Regions from separate parts of the Danio rerio genome. Here regions 1 and 2 are each linked to region 3. A link is a contact called in public Hi-C data. All regions are on one chromosome and are shown on one strand. Each heading gives the region's core, a stretch centred on a gene start, on an enhancer-like site or on the middle of the called end of the contact. The rest is flanking DNA. Distances are from core to core; before and after follow the strand shown.

Region 1 (2,732 bases), core at 217-2,716, 35 kb after region 3:
ACCTAGACAAGCCAATCTGAAGATGCTCACCTTCTATGTTCAGAGCAAGCGCAGGTCTATTTTAGTGTTTATTCACACTTTATTTACAGGCTACAACACAAACTGCTGTTCTGGACACTTTTAACATCAACAAATTGGTTAACAGTTAACTTGCTAGGTTATATTTAAAAACCATAGACATATACATTAGATATTGCATAAAATCCGTAAGCATGCATCAATACCGCCGCCATATTGGTGAGGGCTTCAAGCACAAAACTCATTCAACCACACTTAGACAAGACCAAAGCCAATCTGAAGATGCTAACCGATGTTTACAGCAAGCGCAGGTCTATTTTAGTGTTTATTCACACTTTATTTAAAGGCTACAACAAAACTGCTGTTCTGGACACTTTTAACATCAACAAATTGGTTAACAGTTAACTTGCTAGGTTATATTTAAAAACCAACCTACAAACACAAACTGCTGTTTTACAGTTAATTTGCTAGGTTTTACTTTAAAATCTATAGATATATACATTAGATATCGATTACAGGCCATGAGCATGTGTCAATACCGCCGCCATATTGGTCAGGGCTTCCAGCACCAAACTCATTCAAGCCCACCTAGACAAGCCAATCTGAAGATGCTCACCTTCTATGTTCACAGCAAACGCAGGTTTATTTTAGTGTTTATTCACACTTTATTTACAGGCTACAACACAAACTGCTGTTCTGGACACTTTTAACATCAACAAATTGGTCAACAGCTAACTTGCTAGGTTGTACTAAAAAACAAACATCATTAGATATGGCATACAGGCCATGAGCATACATCAATCATTTACAGTTAACTTGCTAGGTTGTACTTAAAAGGTGCATATAAATCACTGGACTAAACTATTAGCATTGCGCATTATTTCCATTATTCATTAAATTAACCATTACATTTATTTAAAGTGTCTAACCCTACCCTACACCTAAACTCAACCCTTAAAGTAAACACCAATTATATTGATTATTAGTCCTATTATTAATTAAATTATCCATTAAATTATATTTTATTATCATCTACCCCTACCCTAAGCCTCACGCTAATACAAAAACAGTCATTATTGCTGTTCTGTGTTTATTATATTGTATTGCAGTAATAATAGAAGTCATTTTCAGCAACTTCCGGCCACAGATGTCTCCTTTCCAGACTGTGCCCTCTGCAAACATGGCCGCCACCCTGGCAAAACGTGCACATGCTCATGGCACACACACACATACACTAAAATACACACAATCAATGGCAAAGAACAGAAAGCTGAACATCTTCTCTGCGCTGAAAACCGCATTTCCTCAAAGCAGCCTGGATCCTTCCCTCCCTGTGCGCATGTGTGTGTTCGTCAATATGCATGCACAGAAACGAGGATACACACACACACACACACACTGACAGCGAAGGACAGCTGCTCTCGCTCTTCCCTTCCCCCAGACTCTCAGAAACGGAGCGAACGCATGCGGACGGAGGGAGAGAAAGAGAGAAAGATGGAGGAGAGCAGTAGGGAGGGGGAAGGCGGCCATGAAAGGGCTTTGTTTCTAGTTGCTCTGATGGCTTTCACAGACACTGATTGAACACCAGAGCAGGATCACGACACTGGAGAGCATATTTAATAGACTGCTATAGGCTCATCTGTGTCATTGAAGTATTACGATTATGAACTTAAATTAAATAAATACAATGGTTTTGAATAGGAATGGGCATGGGAATTGTTTAAAGGTGCAGTGTGTGAGTTTTTGACAACATAATAATACCATAATATGTGTGCAGATATTCAGAAACATGCTCAGTGAACATTCTTGTCTGTCTAAATAGCAATGCTGAAGTCAGATGTTCTGCTTTGAGAATGTGCTTTACGTGCCAGAACGTCTGTCTTTGTTTTGGTCCCTTTAACCCGCCCACTGCCAGTTCAGCCAATTATATTACAGCACTCAGGGTTGCCAGATGGTGGAATTTAGAATATTTACATTCATTCATTTAGTCAGGAAGGCTCTCAAAGTGTGTGTCCGTAACCTAAATGTAACCTCTGGTGGACAGCAGCAGACTCTGAAATGAGATGCAGATTCAGAGTTCCACATGAGGTTATTAATTAGCAAGTAATATAAATATTATGAGCGTAAACATTCGGTGAGCAGGTTACAACACGCTAAAGTCCTAACAACACGCTATATGATTCCGTAATAAGCAAGTTGGCTGTTTGCAGCAGACGAAATACGACGAAAACTAAATATTGCAATGTCAGTTTTTTCAATATATATAGTCAATCCTAGAGCTGCACGAATGACTGAAAAAAGATCGCGATCTTATTGTTCTGTCTCCCGGAAAACTTCCAGATTTCCACCAGTGAGATTCATTAAATATGACGGGGCGAGGCGAGCTTTTGTTGCGAACTCGGTGCTACAGAGACAAGAACTGTGACACCACAGCTGCCCCCGCTCTGATCATACAGGTTTGGATTTGAGCAACAGTGTGGAAGGAGCCTCCACTCTTTCTGTAACAAGCTACAAGTCTTTTATCTAACTAAATTAATCTTGCTTAACAAACAAAACATTGATTCACCAGCTTTTCTTAATGGAATTACAGTAGTAGAATATAGCCTAAGGTGGATATATAGTGTTTTGCATGTTATGTTATGCACATTCTGGCCAAAACTAACTCAGAATCTTATTATTATTGATCAATCTTTGTATATATTATTCCATATATT
Region 2 (2,843 bases), core at 77-2,576, 53 kb before region 3:
ATAGATAGATAGATAGATAGATAGATAGATAGATAGATAGATAGACAGATAGATAGATAGATAGATAGATGGATGGATGGATGTATGGATGGATGGAGAGACGGATGGATGGATGGATGGATGGATAGATAGATAGATAGATAGATAGATAGATAGATAGATAGATAGATAGATAGACAGATGGATGGATGGATGGATGGATGGATGAACGGATGGATGGATGGATGGATGGATGGATGGATGAACGGATGGATGGACGGACAGACAGATGGATGGATGGATGGTTGGATGGACAGACAGATAGATAGATAGACGGACAGACAGTTGGACAGATAGACAGATAAATAGACGGACGGACGGACGGACGGATGGATAGATAGATAGATAGATAGATGGATGGATAGTTCACCACATCACCACAATTAAGTTCCTGCCAAATATTCCATTCTAATATGAATTCTGTGTGATTAATAAGCGCTTGTAATCGGTGAGGACCGGTGTGACGTCCTCATTAGTGGCCGGTTTTCATATTTTACTATGTAAGCCAGGACAATTGAGCCCTCACAAGTATAGCTAAACCAGAACACACACACACACAAGCATCTGACCTTGTCATATTATACACTGATGTGTGGTGTGTTTGAGTGCGTCTCTCAGTGACACACACACACACACACACACACACACACACACACACACACACAGATCAGTTTGTTCTCGACGGGGCATCAATCGCCTGCCTCTAAAACAGCTTATCAAAAGCTGCCAGGCAATAAACATTTCACACGGCAGTCGACGCGACACAAACCCCTCCGAGTGTTTAGTTCTGCCCTTCACGCTGCGTTTCCTTGACAACTGGCAACCGCGCGCCGCCACGGCAACGGAACCCATTCCATCTCAATGACACAAGCGGGAGAATTCTCCATCCTCCAATCCGGTCTGTGAACGGGAAACTTGCAGGAGACTGAAGGAGAATAACAATATATAGAGGAGTTGTACATCTGCTAGCGATTAGCATGACATCAGCTGTTGTTGAAACGGGACCACCGGCGGGGGGAAAGGTGAACGGGGAAGTTAAAGACGCTGCCAGTCTCCGTGTGATTGTTCAAAGCGTGCGCCGTTATTAGTGATGGCTCAGAGTTCAGAGAGAAACACGGAGCTGGAGCTGCTTCACTCACACACACTCTCATTAAACACACTCTGACAGTCGGCCACACTACAGCTGTGTGTGTGTGTGTGTTTGGGTGTGCATATACATATATATATCTGTGTGTGTGTGTGACATTCCCTGTGAGTGACCTCTGTATGTCAGTGAGTCTCTTGTTGAAACTGGAGCTCCAGTCTTCAGCTTTGAACTGACATTTGCACTCTTGCACTGAGAGTTTCCTGCTTTAGAGAGAGAGAGAGAGAGAGAGAGAGAGAGAGAGAGAGAGAGAGAGAGAGAGAGAGAGAGAGAGAGAGAGGAAGAGAGAGAGAGAGAGAGAGAGAGAGAGAGAGAGAGAGAGAGAGAGAGAGAGAGAGAGAGAGAGAGAGAGAGAGAGAGAGAGAGAGAGAGAGAGAGAGAGTCTACTATCATCAACTGATCTCCTATGGATGGATGGACAGATAGAGGGATAGACAGACACTGGGGGGTGGGGGTGGGGTTAGATGTATGAGATCCAAATGTTTACATTCATATAATAATTAATCACCTGTTTCTTATTGTTCAGTCTCTAAAAGTGACGGGGACGTATCACCCCCATCCCCGATTACTATGCGGATCGATGGACAGATGTATAGTTAGATAGATAGATGGATGGATGGATAAGATAGATAGACAGAGAGACAGACAGACGGATGGATGGATGGATGAATGAATGGACGGACGGATGGATGGACAGATAGATAGATGGATGGACAGACGGATGGATGGACGAATGGACAGATAGATAGATAGATAGATAGATAGATAGATAGATAGATAGATAGATAGACAGATAGACAGACGGATAGATGGACAGATGGATGGATGGATGAATGGACAGATAGATAGATAGATAGATAGATAGATAGATAGATAGATAGATAGATAGATAGATAGATAGATAGATAGATAGATAGATAGATAGATGGATGGATGGACAGATGGATAGATGGACAGACGAATGGATGGATGGATGGATGGATGGTAAGATAGATAGACGGATGGATGGATAAGATAGATAGACAGAGAGACAGACAGACGGATGGATGGATGGATGAATGAATGGACGGACGGATGGATGGACAGATAGATAGACAGATGGATGGACAGACGGATGGATGGACAGATGGATGGATGGATGGATGAATGGACAGATAGATAGATAGATAGATAGACAGATGGATGGATGGACAGATGGATAGATGGACAGACGAATGGATGGATGGAGGGATGGATGGATAGATAGACAGATAGATAGATGGACAGATGGATAGATGGACAGACGAATGGACAGATGAATGGATGGATGGATGGATGGATGGACAGATAGATAGATGGACAGACGGATAGATGGACAGATGGATGGATGGATGAATGGACAGATAGATAGATAGATAGATAGATAGATAGATAGATAGATAGATAGATAGATAGATAGATAGATAGATAGATAGATAGACAGATGGATGGATGGACAGATGGATAGATGGACAGATAGATAGACGGATGGATGGACAGACGGATGGACAGACGGATAGATGGACAGATGGATGGATGGATGCATGGATGGATGGATGAATGGACAGATAGATAGATAGACAGATGGATGGACAGATGGATAGATGGATAGACGAATGGATGGATGGATGAATGGATGGAC
Region 3 (2,700 bases), core at 64-2,563:
TCTACATCTATAGCTAAATCTATAGCCAAATATTGATTATTAGATTGTTTTATTATTAGAACATGTGGTCGATTGGTAAAGCTAAATCTACATCTATAGCTAAATCTATAGCCAAATATTGATTTTTGGATTGTTTAGTTAGAACGTGGTAATAGAAAGGACGATTGTTATATTAAAAATTAAATGTATAGCTAAATATTGATTATTGGATTATTTTATAATTAGAACATGTGGTCATGGAAAGGATGATTGCTATAGCTAAATCTAAATCTATAGCTAAATACTGATTATAAGGTTATTTTTATTAGAGCATGTGGTCATGGAAAGGACGATTGCTTAATCTATCGCCTAATCTATAGCTAAACATTGATTATCGGATTATTTTATTATTATAACTTGTGGTCATGAAAAGAACGATTGCTATAGCTAAATATAAATCTATAGCTATCAGATTATTTTATTATTAGAACATGTGGTCGATTGGTACAGCTAAATATACATCTATAGCTAAATCTATAGCCAAATGTGGATTTTTTAATTGCTTAGTTAGAACATGTGGTCATAAAAAGGACGACTGCTATAGCTAAATCTAAATCTATAGCTAAATCTATAACTAATTATTGATTATCGGGTTATTTTATTATTAGAACATGTGGTCATGGAAAGGAAGACTGCTATAGCCAAATCTAAACAATAGCTGAAGTGCTTGAGGAAATGAAATAATAATAACAGGCATTTTAGATTGATCAACACAACATTTCAGATGTTTCAATGAGCTGGAAATGCTGCAAAGTCCATTAATGCATCCCATCGTATACATCATCATCATCACATGGTTTGTTTAAAGTAAATCACATCACTTTAATGATGCTTGAATTTATTCAGTTAATGTTTCCATCATAGTTGATGCACTTTCTAATCAGATCCTACTCAATCTGGATGTTTCCATTAAGCATTTGTATGCAATATTCCAAAATTCACATAAAAATATGTCGATAAAGACATACAGAGACAAGAATGAACAGCATTTCTTCATCCAAAGCACTATCAGAGAGATCAGGCAGCCAAAAACCTTTCATTAAACCTGAAGGACTTGAAACGCAGCCCACGTTTTCCCTCGCTGGCACCATAAAACCACATACATTTAAGCAGCGTTCCTCTGCTTTTGCCCCAGTTTCTCAAGAGATGGATCAGCGCCAGTTCACCTCTGGGGTGCTCTCGCTTTCCAACCCAAGCGTGAAAACAGACAATCCGAGAGGAGAAAACAAGTGGAAGAGATGTGTTTGTGTGGCCTGAACACAACAGCCTAGTACCGCTCTGAGTAATCTGACCTCCACACAGGCAAGAGGAAAATCTCCCCTGCAGACAGCATAACAATCAAGATAGTGTTTCCTGCGTGGGAAAAAAAAAAAAAAAGACGAGTCCTTGAAGCATGCAAGTATTGAGGGCAAACAACCTGCATTAAGCCAGATGGCGGAAGATCAGCCTGCGCAGAAAGAGCAAGAGACCTCAGATTGCCTGATAACCGCACAAGCTTTAACGGATGGCTTAGCATCTATTGATTCCATAAGGAAGTGCGCGCTAAGCTGTCTGGAAGCAAAATGAGATTCAAAGTGAAGGCTAACAAACAACTCTAAGTAAATGCACATGAGGCCGCGAGGCTATCCGGGTCCAATCGGTCACGATCATTAATGATACTGGCTTGTAATACGCTTGGCTTAAGCTCGCCAGGCCTGTCGGATCCTGCTGCTTGCTTTGAAGACGGTATAAAATCACTCAAATAAACAGGACGGATTAATTGCTTGACCACAATTAGTTGAGAGTGGGATGACATGCTCATGTGAAACCTGAGCGTGATTTAGCACGCTTGCAAAAACGAAACCCCACATACAGTCTTTGTTTCTGCATCTGTGGATTTCAGAAGGTTTGCTTGTACCTTAATGATGACGCAGATGTTAAACGGGTGTTTGGTAATCCTCTCTATGCTGGAAACATGTGTGTAGGCTTATCGAATGATCAGGTATTAGCGAAATGATCAGACATGCTCCAACATGCATGCTGGGTTGTCCTTGTCGGGGAAAATAAGTATTGAACTCGTCACCATTTTTCTCTGAAAGCATATCTCTAAAGGTGCCGTTGACTTAAAGTTTTCCCTGGATGTTGGTAACAACCAAAGAAATCCATATATGCAACGAAACAAATCTAATCAGTTACCAAATAAACCTCTGTGCAGGGGCGTCGCTAGATCCAATTCACTGGGGCACGTAAAAATAGCCAGTGCCCTAGCAAATGCTTCGAGATATGATTTACTTCACATGCAAAGGGCCCTATCATACACCCGGCGCAGTGTGGCGTAAGGCGTTGCGCAATAGTCTTTTGGTAGTTTCAGCTTGACGCAAGAGTGGTTTTGAGGTGTTGCACTACGCTGTTTAAATAGCAAATGCATTAGCGCTCATATGTGCGCCTATAGGTGTTCTGCTCTAAAAAGGGAGGCGTTCTGAGGCGGACCGCTGGTGTGTTGATATTTTGAGAAACTATAATAGATTTTTCATTAGACCAAAACTAACCCGGTCTAAACTCCAGCGCAGAGTTGTGCCTCGCTTACACACTGCTTAATACACACAAGAGAGCAATAGGCAAATATCTTTACATATGAAAAAAATTTAATATTAAGGATATATATAGGATATAATAAGAATA

The links. Hi-C and Micro-C count contacts between places; a contact is called where the count stands out from the background.
Region 1: a contact with region 3 is called in a Hi-C map of an unstated tissue, with 2.2 times the contacts expected there. The contact joins two enhancer-like sites. A contact is called at or near these places in 2 of 18 Hi-C or Micro-C datasets (caudal fin and an unstated tissue).
Region 2: a contact with region 3 is called in a Hi-C map of an unstated tissue, with 4 times the contacts expected there. The contact joins two enhancer-like sites. A contact is called at or near these places in 2 of 18 Hi-C or Micro-C datasets (caudal fin and an unstated tissue).

Annotation. Positions count from the first base shown.
Region 1 is chr25:1,356,590-1,359,321 of GRCz12tu, forward strand. The region is part of intron 2 of znf609a (zinc finger protein 609a); the gene reads right to left. Among named protein-coding and RNA genes, the nearest start is that of znf609a, 67 kb to the right of the region's middle. Within about 2 kb of position 1,467, at least 45 of the 62 cell types and tissues checked have an H3K27ac peak or open chromatin away from gene starts, as enhancers often do.
Region 2 is chr25:1,267,840-1,270,682 of GRCz12tu, forward strand. The region is part of intron 3 of znf609a (zinc finger protein 609a); the gene reads right to left. It also overlaps a transcript of twf1a not described here. Among named protein-coding and RNA genes, the nearest start is that of gramd2ab, 34 kb to the left of the region's middle. Within about 2 kb of position 1,327, at least 20 of the 62 cell types and tissues checked have an H3K27ac peak or open chromatin away from gene starts, as enhancers often do.
Region 3 is chr25:1,321,283-1,323,982 of GRCz12tu, forward strand. All of the region lies in intron 2 of znf609a (zinc finger protein 609a), which reads right to left. It also overlaps a transcript of twf1a not described here. Among named protein-coding and RNA genes, the nearest start is that of gramd2ab, 87 kb to the left of the region's middle. Within about 2 kb of position 1,314, at least 18 of the 62 cell types and tissues checked have an H3K27ac peak or open chromatin away from gene starts, as enhancers often do.